Regions from separate parts of the Mus musculus genome. Here regions 1 and 2 are each linked to region 3. Evidence: chromatin contacts called from public HiChIP or PLAC-seq and promoter capture Hi-C data. All regions are on one chromosome and are shown on one strand. Each heading gives the region's core, a stretch centred on a gene start, on an enhancer-like site or on the middle of the called end of the contact. The rest is flanking DNA. Distances are from core to core; before and after follow the strand shown. Region 1 holds the start of Sesn2 (sestrin 2). Region 2 holds the start of Med18 (mediator complex subunit 18). Region 3 holds the start of Rps6ka1 (ribosomal protein S6 kinase polypeptide 1).

Evidence for each region. HiChIP or PLAC-seq counts read pairs in DNA pulled down with a chosen protein or histone mark. Capture Hi-C pulls out chosen DNA fragments and counts their contacts.
Region 1: a promoter capture Hi-C map of liver shows a contact between it and region 3, with 2.2 times the contacts expected there. The contact joins the promoter of Sesn2 here to the promoter of Rps6ka1 in region 3.
Region 2: a contact with region 3 is called in an H3K27ac HiChIP or PLAC-seq map of microglia, with 5 times the contacts expected there. The contact joins the promoter of Med18 here to the promoter of Rps6ka1 in region 3. A contact is called at or near these places in 1 of 484 Hi-C or Micro-C datasets (B cells), 1 of 115 datasets of contacts at active chromatin or transcription factors (microglia) and 1 of 9 other capture datasets (embryonic stem cells).

Annotation. Positions count from the first base shown.
Region 1 is chr4:132,507,724-132,512,236 of GRCm38.p6, forward strand. Sesn2 (sestrin 2) reads right to left here and starts at 2,733. Exons shown (of 10, transcript NM_144907.1): 1 at 2,341-2,733. The coding sequence starts at 2,430.
Region 2 is chr4:132,462,614-132,467,331 of GRCm38.p6, forward strand. Med18 (mediator complex subunit 18) reads right to left here and starts at 1,308. Exons shown (of 3, transcript NM_026039.3): 1 at 1,161-1,308; 2 at 252-395. The coding sequence starts at 324.
Region 3 is chr4:133,885,939-133,890,099 of GRCm38.p6, forward strand. Rps6ka1 (ribosomal protein S6 kinase polypeptide 1) reads right to left here and starts at 1,859. Exons shown (of 22, transcript NM_009097.5): 1 at 1,632-1,859. The coding sequence starts at 1,694.

The DNA of each region.
Region 1 (4,513 bases), core at 1,483-3,982, 1.4 Mb before region 3:
GCCTCAGCCTATGGAACTAGCTTACCATGAAAAAGGGACCAAAAGCAGGATTAGTCAAAGGGGCTCATCTGGTGGAGGAAGACCTGCTTTTCTGACAAGAGAAGCTTGGGGAAGTTACTCTAGAATTTGAAAACATACTACCCAAGACAAGAGTCAGACCCTTGGAACTTTCTGGACACAGACAGAGCTGAAGTCCTTGACCCTCTGAAATAAAGTCTGAAACAATTGCGGGGACTATCCATCTGGCCCTCGAGTTTTGAGCACTAGAGTCTGGATGATCGGTACCCCATCTTCTCAGGATCCCACTTAAAACAGACATCTTTTCTTGAGGAGTAGAAGATGTAGAAAAAAATGTTGCAAACATTATCAGCTTTCCCCGAAACTGCAAAGTGACTTTCTTTTTCTTGTTTTTGTTTTTCGAGACAGGGTTTCTCTGTGTAGCCCTGGCTGTCCTGGAACTCACTTTGTAGACCAGGCTGGCCTCGAACTCAGAAATCCACCTGCCTCTGCCTCCCAAGTGCTGGGATTAAAAGCGTGTGCCACCACCGAGCAGAACAAAGTGACTTTCTTAAATCCAATGTGTAATCCTAACAGGCAGGAGGCTGAGGCAGGAAGATAGTCATAAGGTCAAGGCCAGCCTGAACTACAGAGTGAGACCCTGTCTCAAAGAGGATGGGCCTTCCTCTAAGGCATACCCAAGATCTACACAGACCACCTGAGATTTTCTTCCTACAGGCACAGCAGGCAGAGCGCTGTGCGGGCTCTCCTCCTCCCAGAGTAGAGAATAGACTCTGGAAGCCCCTTGAGAGGCACTGGGGGGTGGGGAGAGATGTCAGCTAAAGTCAGTCTTCCAGAAGCTAGCATTTTAAATACAAGGCCAGCCCCCCCCCCCCCGCAGTAAATATGTCCCAGGCACTCTTCATGCATTTGCTTGTATTTTAAGTTAATGTCCAACAACCTTTTAGAGATACTATCAAAATACCCGGTAAGAGACTGCAATCAAAAGCGATCGCTCAGCTGAGATAACCCATCCAGGGAGAAAGTGAAGGGTGGGACTGGAATCCAGCCCTCACCTCCCTCAGTGCTCTGGGGCGCTCACTAACAAAAACAACATTGTTCACAAGGCAGACAAAAGTTATCAGCAAAGAGGCTGAGGCGAGGTGTCCTTTCTGCATACAGATTCCTAAACCATATGAAGAAGCAACAGACTGATGGCTGCCTCCAACGACCCCCCCCCCCCAAGACATTTCCTCAGACATGGGCTGGTTTTAAGATCATACACCTTGGGACTACCACTGTACCTATTTCCAGCCCCGGCAATAGACCTTCCACACTGCTCTAGGCTTAGAAAATCAAAAAGGATCAGTATCTTCTGCAGTGCCAAGCATTCTCCAAAATCCTAGTCACACACAGTCCAGAGAATGAGGGCTAGGCCTCTCTCTGTCCCTTTCGGGCCTCAATTTTCTCATTCTGTAAAATGGGGTTAAAATACGTTTTGTATTTGCTGTCTTTGTCAGACAAAACCTATATCCTGGCATCTAGTAGGTGCTCCATACACGACATAGACTATGTCCACTATCGAGACTGCTGGGAGGGAGACGGGGGCTTTATACTGGCATTATACCTTGTCTCCCTGTGAAGTCTCTCTACGCTCTGAGGAGACAGCAAAACAAACTTTGAGGACCCCAGAACAATTTAATAGGAAGCAATCTATCAAGGGACCAAGGGTTATCCGCTTTCTCCCCTAGCTCTCTCAGGCTGCCGCCGCCGAGGATCAGGCCGCCAGCCAGACCCATAAAGCACTCGGACCAGTCTCCAGATCGGGGGTGCAGGTAAGGACTGAAAAAGGGAATCGACCTTCCCTGGTCAGTCCCAGGTGGTTTACTCCCTTCGCTGAGCGACAGGACCAGAAACCGATCCTAGAAAGAGCTCCCAGCCCGCCTGCCCCCACCGAGAGGAAGGGATTCTGCGGAAGGGGGCGGGGAGGAGGAGTGGTCGGGTCTCTCCGGCCGGGATTTGCCTGGACTTGAAGACGCTCGCTTTAGCAGAGAACAAACCCAAAGAGCCACGAGAAGGCGTCCCCTCTCATTGGCCAGGAGTCCGAAGGAGCCAGGGAGGGCTCCGCATCCCCCTCCCTCCCAGGGTGGTAGTGGGGAGGGTAAAGAGAGAGAGGGCAGTGGGGAGGGGAAGGGAGAGCGGAGGCTGCAGTTGATGCAACCCTAGCCCTAGCTTACGTGCTCTCAGACCCTAAGCCCGGGGGGAGCGCACCAGACTTAGACCGGGTCTGCCCGAAGCTCGGCGGTGGCTGGAGGAGAGCGGGTTCGCCCGGCTGTTGCTTACCTCTCGGGTCTCGGGGCCGGCCACACCACCCCTGGTGAACGGCAGGTAGCCCTTGATCTCGGAATGGCACTCGGAGTCCGCTACGATCATGGTGTACGCCAGGACCCGGCCGCGGCTCGTCCGCGCCTGGGACACCCGAGGGGTCTAGGTCGGGCGCGCACAGGAGGCCGGGACTAGGGGTCGCCGGGGAAGCTCGAGATCCCCGGGCTGTCTCTCGGGATTAGGAGAACCGGCGCTACGGCGATAGACACTCCTTTCAGCCCAGCTTGGAAAACTGCGGCCGGCCTCGGAGGCCTGAGATTGGCCGCGGCGCAGAGGTTTTCACGGCCCGGAGTGCCTCGGAAGTCCGCAGTGGCCAGCGCTGCTCGGGAAGCCGGCGCTCCTCACCATCCCCACCACGGAACTGCCAGCGCTCGCCCGGCTCTGTCAGCCCGCTGCGGTCCCTGGGGGAGGGCGGGGACACAAAAGTCCCACGGCGCAGCCAATCAGATGCCTGTTTCTCGGGGAGGCGGAGCCGACACCTCCCTCCGGAGCCAACCTTCCGTCCAATCAGCATCGACAAGCGCCTGGGAACTCTGGGAGCTGTAGTTGGCCTCGCACAGATGCTGCAAACTTTTGCATGAAGGCGTTAGTCAGGTCTCTGGCAATACCAGATGAGAGTGACAGCCCAAGGAGTCATTAGGGCTGCGTGATGAAACGGGACTTCACGGGGCTGGGCCAGACAGCCAGGTGTGAAATCCCTTCTGAGTAAGTTCTTCAGCTTTCCAGTTCCTGGAGGGACTGGTTAGGTCTGCAGAGAGTTCTAACCACACACATCCAGTTCTTCTAATTATAGATCAAAACCCACAAATTTGAAGCCAAGAGCCACCACCCTGTCCCCTCAGGCCCTGAGGGATCTGCACCTTCAGAAACACTAAACCAAGGAAATCACCTTATTTGTGGAGTCTCTGGAAAAGCCCTCACTGAAATACCCTTGACAATCTCAAATTTAATCTCAATCCTCATTGCTACAATTTCCCCTCTTCTGTCCTGCCTTGGGTGCCTTCACACCGCCTTCCACCCTCCAGGCACTCATGGAAACTTTGTAACTTAGGTGTTTGGCTTGATCTATTTCTCACTTCTCCCTCTGGCCACTCCTCTCTGACTCCTCTTTTTCCATCCACTCCCTAAACGTGGGTGCTCTCCTAGTTTCTGTTTTTAGCCCTCTTTTTCTCTAGACATTCACTCTCATGACTTCCCTACACTCACCTCTTCCATCCAGATCTCAGCACTTTACCCTTGATTCACCCATTCACTTCTACTCATCTCCTTCGCGGTTTTTCTTCAGGCCTCTCCCGTTTCAAGTTTCTCTTTATTCTGGTTAAGGAGTCCTAGACAGAGCTGGAGCTGATTAATCCTCTCAGTTCCTGCCTGAAATAGTCTTGAGTTTAGGCTTATGATACCAAAGGTGATCTCCTGACTTGGTCTAATGCCTTCTGTAGGGAAGGGAGTTCACCTGCATGCTCCTTAGAGCCCTAAACTCGGGCTGGACCTTTCTCTCTGTGTTTTAATACTTTCCATACTGTAACTTGTGTTGTCATATTCTGTGTATTTGTCTTATCTGAAAGTTTTTATTATAAACTTGTTGAGGGCAGTGTCTACATTTAGACTTTTTTTTTTTCTTTCTACCTTATGCCACCTGGCACAACGTGCTTCTAATAATATACCCTTGGCCACTGAATATCCCTTTGGGTTAATTCTTTTCTAAACAACTCTATATCAGATTCAGCTTTCTCCTTAAAAACATAGACTCAGCCGGGCATGGTGGCACACGCCTTTAGTCCCAGCACTTGGGAGGCAGAGGCAGGTGGATTTCTGAGTTCAAGGCCAACCTGGTCTACAGAGTGAGTTCCAGGACAGCCAGGGCTACACAGAAGCCTGTCTCAAAAAACCAAAAACAAATAAACAAACAAATGCATATACTCTGTGGGATGAGGATAGAGGATAATATTACAGTGTCCACTTAGGACCCCAAGGCCTTGGATTCTATTCCCAATACCACACAGACACACGAACAGAAATAACAATAATGTCAGTAGCCAGGCTACATTTTTTTTTTCAGTATTATTTCATCAGCTACTGAATAAAGTGAAACCTCTAGGTGGATCCTCAAGGCCTGCCAAGATACGTTTCA
Region 2 (4,718 bases), core at 58-2,557, 1.4 Mb before region 3:
GAGAGAGAGAGGGAGAGAGGGAGAGAGAGAGAGAGAACAGACAATAGGACAATAGTGGTAAATATCTATAATCCCAGGCCCCTGCAGCCAGAAGGGTCTACAGAGTGAGTTTCTGGCCATTGAGCCATCTTCCCACCCACCCTCTTTTAAACACAGTTACAGGAACCCTACAGTTGCCTATAAGTCATCTCAACTTGCTCTAGCCAGAAAAAACTGAAAACTTGGTAACACAAGCTCCTTGGCTGACTTACCCTGCAGGAGGTACTCCATCATGTTAATGGTGCCCCCAGTGACGGGCATCATGGTGACTGGAGGCGCCTCCATGATGCCTCTAATTAGGTTCAAGACAACAGAACTGCAAACAGATCTTCCAACCGGAGAAGCACAGGATCCACCTGGAAAAGTCACACTTGTCCATACCCTGTTTGCTGCGGCAGTGGCCTTGAAACCAAAGCTCATTCAGTCTTAACTTTGCACATCTGCTTATACAGCCGGTTCCAAGAACGGGTGACTCGGGAATAAGAGGGGTTCTAGCTCCGGAGATACGGAATAGCCATCTAGTATCAAGTTCTGAACCTTATAAACGTTTTTCTATGTAATCTCGAGGCAGCTATGTAACCTCTTGTTCCGAAACCTACTGTCTCGTTTAAAATAAGACCAAGGGTGTTTAACCCCACAGCCCTCGTCTCCCCCACCCACTACCTGGCTCGAAAGAAACCGACATTCATATTCAAAAATGGTAACTACACTGGGCTACACTGAGAGGCCTCGTTTCCAAACATAAAGAAATAAAAACCGGCTGTGTTGGGGGGAACATCTGTAATCTCAATACTTGGGGACAGAGTTAGAAGGACGGCTGCAGCTTCGGGCTAGACTGGTCTATATAGCAAATCCCGGCCAATTAGGGCATCACAGTGAGACTGTCTCAAAGAAAAAACAAAAGAAAAGATCCGAGGGAGACCTAAGGACCTTGTCCACCCTTCACTCTATGCGGAGGCCATGCAGACTCAGGGAAAGGCCCCAGGGCACACGAGCGATGTAACTAGAACTGGTTCTGCCTTTATGAGAACGCCTCTGCAAATGAGCCAGGCGGGAAATATGAAGTTAGAGTGACTGTCCCGGTCCTCCCACGCGGGCAGCCGGGACACGTGTGCACTTACACTAGCAACACGTCTCCGTCCGCGCTACAGATCCTTGTAAAGCTGGAATTAAATCCACGCGTGCACACCCGCAATCCGCACCCCCAAATGCCGCCAGCGCAGAGCCAGAGAAACCGCCAAACTCTCCCTTCAGCACTTCCGGTAGGAAGCTGAGGGACAGGAAACTTCTCCGCTACCGCCCCGAAAAGTAAGGGTGCCGAGAGGGCAAGGAACGCGCCCGCCTTCTGGCACCGGTGTGCAAGAGCGCACGCGCAAGGTTCGGGGCTGCTGTTGCTTTGGGGTCCTAGTCTAGAGTGGTACCGTGGAAGGTGACTGTCATAGGACAGCTCTAGGATACGTTTTTTTTTTTTTTTTTTTTTTTTTCAGCTTCGACGACCTGGATGTTTTGATCAGATCTCATAAAGCCGATTGGATACCATATTTAAATTTTGAACTCAGCCACTGGGGGGAGCGAGGAAGGAGAGTCACATTGAAAAAGAAGGGAGGCGGAGGTGGCGGGGCTGGCAGTGAAAGAGATGTAAAATGAATAAGTTAAAAATTAAATTAAAGAAAAAGAAAAGGAAGGGGTATGTTGTAAATCGGAAACGCTAACCACAGCGTTGTGTATTTATATATAGACCTCAGCAGGAACAATATTTTGTGTGCTTTCAAGGGTCTGGAGAAACAGCTCAGTGCTAGAGCCTTGTCTGACATGTGCAAGGCCATAAGTTTAATACAAAACAACAGCAAACTTGTTCAATTTACAGTGCATACCATAACTTTAAATACATGGGACCAGGCACAGTTCAAATCTGAGAACCTTGGGAAGCTGTGGTAAGGATCTCTCCAGCAGAGCCATTCAACGCTTAAACAATATTGTGAGGTTTTTAATAAATAAATAAATAAATAAATAAATAAATAAGTTAATTAATAAGGGCTAGAGAGATGGCTGAGCAGTTAATAGCCCCTGCTGCTCTCTCAGAGGTCCCAAACTCCCACATAGTGGCTAACAACCATTTATAATTTCCTTTCCAGGGGCTCTATTACCTTGTCTGACTACATCAGTCACTGCATCCGTGTGGTAGACATGCATACACACTTGCAAAAACACTCATAACACAAAATATAAATAAATAACTAGGGGCTGGGAAGATGGCTAAGCAGTTTAGAGCACTTGCTGTTATTCAGAGGACCTGGGTTCAGCCCTAACACCCATATCATGTGACTCACAACCACCTGCCACTCTAGTTCCAAGGGATCTGACACCCTCATCTGGCATCCATGCTAAAGGACATACATGGTACACATATATCTAGGCACACATATACATTAGATAGATAGATAGATAGATAGATAGATAGATAGATAGATAAGGATTTTAAATTCAACAAGTACTTATTGAACTCTGTACATATGCCAAACACATAAGGGACATAGAGTGAGGCACCCTTAATCTTTCAGGACCCCTCCCTCCTTAACATTTCCCCAAAGGTCACTACCTCAGGCAAGGGTACCTGGTTCCCAGTCAGTCTGGGCAGCTTGTATCAGCTCAGGGCTCCACCTTGCTGTCACATGAAATCAGCTTGCTTCTCTGCCACTTTGTTCTTCTTTCTGCCACCTCCTCCCATGGCTTGACAGTTTAATCTCTAATACATCTTTCTTTGTAATCATGGAATGGTCTAGTTCAGTATATATCAACATAATCACTTATGACATTCAGACAACAACAAGAAGTTGAGTATTTAAGATTAAGAAAAATGCAGGGCTATACAGCTCAGTGGTACAGGGTGTCAGGCCTGAGGTTTGATCCCCAGCACTGTAAATAATATTAATAACGCCTGTAAGGCAATGTTTTAAGAGGTTAACGAAGCCGGGAGGTGGTGGTGCACGCCTTTGATCCCAGGACTCAGGAGACAGAGGCAGGCAGATTTCTGAGTTCGAGGCCAGCCTGGTCTACGGAGTAAGTTCCAGGACAGCCAGGGCTACACAGAGAAACCCTGTCTCAGAAAACAAAAAACAAAAAAACAAAACAAAACAAAAAAGAGGTTAATGAAAAAACTCGTGAGACAGTAGCACGCACACTGTAGTCCACACTTTCCTGGAACTCAAGGCTCAGGACAAGTGTGAGTGTGAGCCACCACCCTCTTCATTTAGCTGATGATGTTAAATAACATGGAGAGCCAGTCCTGGTGGTGCATGGGAGGCAAAGGCAGATAGATTTCTGTGAGGTCCAGGCTAGCGTGGGCTACAGTAGTGAGGTCCAGGCCAAACAGGGCTACACCATGACACTCTGTCTCAAAATACACACACACAAAACACATGGGGAGGGGGAGAGAGCACACACTGTGAATCTACACGCAACAGTACGGACTAGACAAGTAAGACTCCAGGTGCATACTAACACTGATACTGAGTAACTGAGTAACTAGCTCCTAAGACTTTAGGGTTGGATTTGAGGCCTGCACCACAGGAGAAATTTCCATCTGCTACTGTAAACCTAGTCAAAAGCCTGCGGCTTGTGAGGTCACCAGTACTAGTAGAAGACACTGCTGTTGTTTTGCTGAAGAACATGAAATACCAGTCAAATTGCCTTCCAAATGGCTACGTTTATAGGTAGAGGTTAATAGGTCTGTCAGCTTTCCTCAAAGAAGCTTCCTTTTTCAGTGGGCAGGGATCCCTGAGGAGACTCCTAACTAGTTGGTCAGACTGATGAGAGACTGCTGGATGTTCAGCCATGAATGAGAGAGCTCCCATAACACTCCACAGCTCAGAGAGCATCACAGAAGAGGAGGCCCGAGGAAGGGGTAGTGCTGCTGCTGTCAAATGCTGACTTCCGGGCATGGTGTGGTCATGGCCGGTTTGAACTCACAGTGTTGTGCTTACCTAGCTAGATCTGCTTAAGATTGGGCCCAACCTGTCCGAGGGAAGGGAGAGGTTTGGGAGGCCCCACCCCTCCCTGAAGACTTCCAGCAATTAAAGTTTATTAGGCGAAGGGGAGACATTTTCTTCAGTGCTGCAAGCTACCGACAAAGCACACCTGCTCCTGTAAGCAAGCCCAACGAAACTCATTGGGGAAACCACAATGGAAGTAGAATGGCAGCTAGGCAGGAAGGAGCAGGGGGAATCTGTGGGACTGGGGAGGGGCTAGAGGAATCCGTAGGGTATGTATGGCTGTGACCAATACATATTCTGTACACGTATGAAAACGTCATATGAAACCCATGATTATGTGTAATTAATATGTGCTAGTAAAAACAAAACAAAACCATAAAAGGCTGGCACTATGCCACCGTAGGTAAAGAAAGAAAGAAGGAAGGAAGGAAGGAAGGAAGGAAGGAAGGAAGGAAGGAAAGAAAGAAAGAAAGAAAGAAAGAAAGAAAGAAAGAAAGAAAGAAAGAAAGAAAGAAAATGTCTGCCACCAAGCCTGAAACTTGCTTTGACTATCAGGGACCCAAGTGTTTGAATGAGAGAGTCCCAAAAGTTGTCTTCTGACCTCTGTATGTATACTGTATACCCTGGCACATGTACACCTTGACACAAGAATAAACAAATAAATGGAATTTAAAAGGCGTCATAAGC
Region 3 (4,161 bases), core at 609-3,108:
CAGGAAATGTGACAGTCTCCCCTCGCCTGAATTCAGGTGCAACAGTATTCAAACTAAGATGTTTCCGGTTTAACCTGGCCCCCATGAGGCTGCCTCTGGCCTCAGGATTTCCCAAAGGGAAGCAGGAAGTGCTGCCCTGGAGGAGGCCAGCACTCCTAGAACTCTACTCTCCGCGCTAGGGTAAAGCTGTGAGTCCCTAGGCTGAGTCCCTCCCTAGCCATACCGAGGTCAGGCCTCCCTTCCTCTGGAGGCCCAGGTGGCAGGGGCGTGCCCAAGCCAAGGAGTACACCTCTGAGCCTTCCCTGGGGCCTTGTGCCCCAGTCCTGGGGAGTGTGGGGGGAGCACCAGGGGCTGCAGAGAGCAGTGCTCCTCACCTAGGAGGGTGAGTCAGCCAGACAGCCTCTGAGCGCCTGTGTAGGGCCTGTAAAACCCCCGTGGCAAGGATCCCAGAACAATTTACTCCAAATTGCGCCTTCAGGTTGGTTACCTAATCCAGCCGCGCCCACCCTCCAATAGCCAGTGTAGCCCATCCCTTTAAAGGGGCAGCATGCCCTGAGTGCCTGGAGACTTGGGGATCTCACTGTGGATCCTCTCTCTGCCCGTGGTCCTGAGAGACAGGGCTCACAGTGACTGACCTGAGGTACCAAGCATAGGTAAAGGGGTTCAAGCCAGGAGAAAAAGCATCTAGGTTCTGGGATCAAGTGAGGTCTCCTGTACCCCAGCCTCCTGTACCCCAAAACAGCTCCAGTGAAGGAAGGCAGAGTTTCACCTGCCTCCTTCGCAGCAGGAGAGCAGGGAAAGTTTTAAAGTTGCTGGTTCAAAACTTGACCTTGATCCCAGGGTGACAGGACAGCACAGAAGTGGCCTCCTGCATGCTCAGGGTTGGACCACAAAGCCCTCAAAAAAGACAGGAGTTGCTTCTGGGAAAGGCTAGGTGGCAGAAGCCATACTGCCCAAGGGCTCAGCCTTTTTCTACAGGAAAGGAAGGAGGGAGAGAGGAAGACGGAGGCAGAGTCTCTTCTACAGAGACAGTCTTCACAAGATCTAAGGACTTTCCCCACTCTTCAGCATAATCTGAAGTAGGAAGACCCGGTGTCATTAGCTTTAGGGCAAAGGAAAGCAGGCTCCAACTCCAGAGGTGGTATCGTCCCACGTTCCATAACTGCCTGGGATTCAGCAGGGCTACCTTCCTAAGGTCAGAAGTGGAGGAACGAAGAGAGGTCTTGGGGAGAGGTTAAGGTGAGAAACCGGATTCCCATGATCCTTGTCTCTAGTAGAAGCCTAGACATCTGACCCAAGCCTTTCTCCCTTCTGCACTGATTGGGGCAACTCCCACAGCTACTAAAAGATGATAAGCGGGATGGGTCCTAGGTGTCAGATCTCAACACACCGTGGAGATTCCTCTCCTGGCTACTGCAGGGAGGTACTGAGAGCCCAGCAGAACCATCCCCTACACACGCACACCCGGAGCACAAGGGGGTGGAGCCGGACAGTGAGCTAGAGACCGGAGGGCACTCACGTCCCCGCGGGGCTGCAGAGACGCCGCGGGCCGCCCCCGCCCCGCCCCGGTGCGGATCCGGGCTGGCCGGCCGCCGCCGCCTGTCCCCCCAACCCCCGCCCCTCTCACTCACCTCCGGGTCCAGCGGCACCAGCTCCATGAGCGGCCAGGGCTCCTTGAGCTGGGCGAGCGGCATCGCGCCGCTGCCGGACCGCCCGCGCTCCTCCCGGCGGCCCCGGGCAGCGCTGCCTCTGGGCCACGGGGTCCCTGCTGCTACACCGAGACCCCCGCACGCCCCTGAGCCCCTCGCGCTCTGGATGGGCCGTCCGCCGCCGCCGCGGCACTCGCACTTCGGCTCGCTCCGTCACCCGGCGCCGCCGCGCCCATTGGCTACCTGCGCGGGGGCGGGGCCTGAGTAGCCCCGCCCAGTCCCCCCACGGCGCGGCATTCCCGGCGCGGACCCCCGCCCCCAACGCGCCGGGAGTCAGCCTTGCCTTCACGAGAGACCCCAGCCCACTGTCGGCCCTGCCCACCGGAGGCTCCGCGGGTTCCGTTTTCCCGGGCTTTGTGCCGCTTTGCAGACCTCGCTGGGGCCTCCGTTGTCCTGTCCTAGCAGCCTTTGGGATGTTAACCCAGATGTGCCTTCTCCCTCCAGGGGGAGGGGCTGCCACCCCACATTTACATGGGACGTCCTGGGCCTGATCCCGACTGAGGCGTGGAAGGAGCCTGGGCCTTGTGCCCTCTGGCTCTCAGCTCTCCAAGCCCTTAGGATCGCCCCCTTCCGAAAGCTTGTGCACATCACGGGAGCCCACACTTTGGGGTCTCCATGTGATCCCCGGGTCCCAAGCCAGCCAGCGCCAGGACCCACAGCGCCCCCAGGGTGATTTCCTAATACGCATTTTTTTTTCTCCTTCCTAGTCTGTTGTGCCCTATCACTTGAGGGCGCTGGTTTCAGGCCAGGTCCGCGCCTCTTCCGTGGCAGACCAGATTGTGGTCTGACTTGAGCAGGAGTCCCTGGAAAGAAGGCAAAATCCAGTTCTGGTGGGATCAGGATTCTCTCCAGTAAGATTTGGCCTGCTCTTAAGGAGATTTTAGGCCCCAGGTGTCGTGAGACTTACTCTCAGGTGAAAGACAAGCTGGCTCGTTTATTAAAAGCCTCCAGCGAAGACAGGCGTCATTGATAGGGAATTTATTTTTTGTTACGTTTCCTTGCTTGGTTATGGCCATGGAACCCAGGCTTTGCCGGCCAGGTCGTGTTGAGTATCTCCGACCTCCACCTTCAGGCAGCTTGTGATTTTTTTTTTGAGACTCCACCCCATCCTAGTAGACACCCTAAGCTATTTATCCGAAGTCACACAGCAGGTCAGGAGCACACTGGTGTTTAAAAGAGTGTGGGGTGGGTCCGTGGATGGACTCAATGGGTAAAAGAGCTTGCCTTCCCTGAGTCTGATCCCCAGGCCCCATGTGGTGGAAGAGAACCAACTCATAAGCAGTCCTTTGACCTCCACAAATGTGCACAGGGACAACCTTCCCCGATAAAGACATTTTAATGCAGTACATTTTTAAGTGGAGAGAAGTCACTCACGCCTCTAATCCTAGCAGTAGGGAGGCAGAGGCAGGAGGATCTCTGTTCAGGGCTAGCTTGGGCTACTTAGCCAATTCTAGGCCAGCCAGGGCTACACAGTAAGAACCTGTATCAAAACAAAACAAACAAACCCCCCAAACCCCAAAAACCCAACTAAGTAAATAAATAAATGAATAAATAGAAATAAATTTAATCCAGGAGATTCAGGCCAGAGGATTGTGACTTTGAGGCCAGTGTGGACTGCATAATAGAGATGTTGTCTAAAAATCAAAAATTAAATTAAATCAAAAAAGAAATAAAAACAGATGCTGTTTTCCCAGTAAGCATTTATAATCTCACTGCGGAGGCTACTGACACAGGATCTCATTGGTCAGCCAGGCAAGCCAAATAGGTGAGTTCCAGGTTCAAAGAGAGACTCACACAATAAAAAGATAAACCTGTAGCCTAGACATACATGGTCACTCACATGCACATGTTCAGACATCCTCATGCACAGGTACCACAGACACATGCATACATACATGCAGACACATGCACACAGACATGTGCACACATGCATACACTCACATGCACAGACACATGCATACATACATGCAGACACATGCACACAGACATGTGCACACATGCATACACTCACATACACACAGACACATGCATACATACATGCAGACACATGCACACAGACATGTGCACACATGCATACACTCACATACACACAGACACATGCATACATACATGCAGACACATGCACACAGACATGTGCACACATGCATACACTCACATGCACACAGACATGCACATATGCATGCAGACGTGTACACAGACACATGCACATATAACACACATTTACATGCACATATGCATACATGCACAGGCACAAAGACACATGCACACATGTGTATATGTACATGCACATATATGTACAGACACATGCATACAGACACACGTGCACACACATACACAATGAAGTCGACACCAATTTCTCGAAAATCTACATGCCCCCTTATCCCGAGTCTCCCCTTTAGTGGAATGGATGACTTGAACTGCATTTTGAGTAGAAAAGACTTTGGAATCCAAA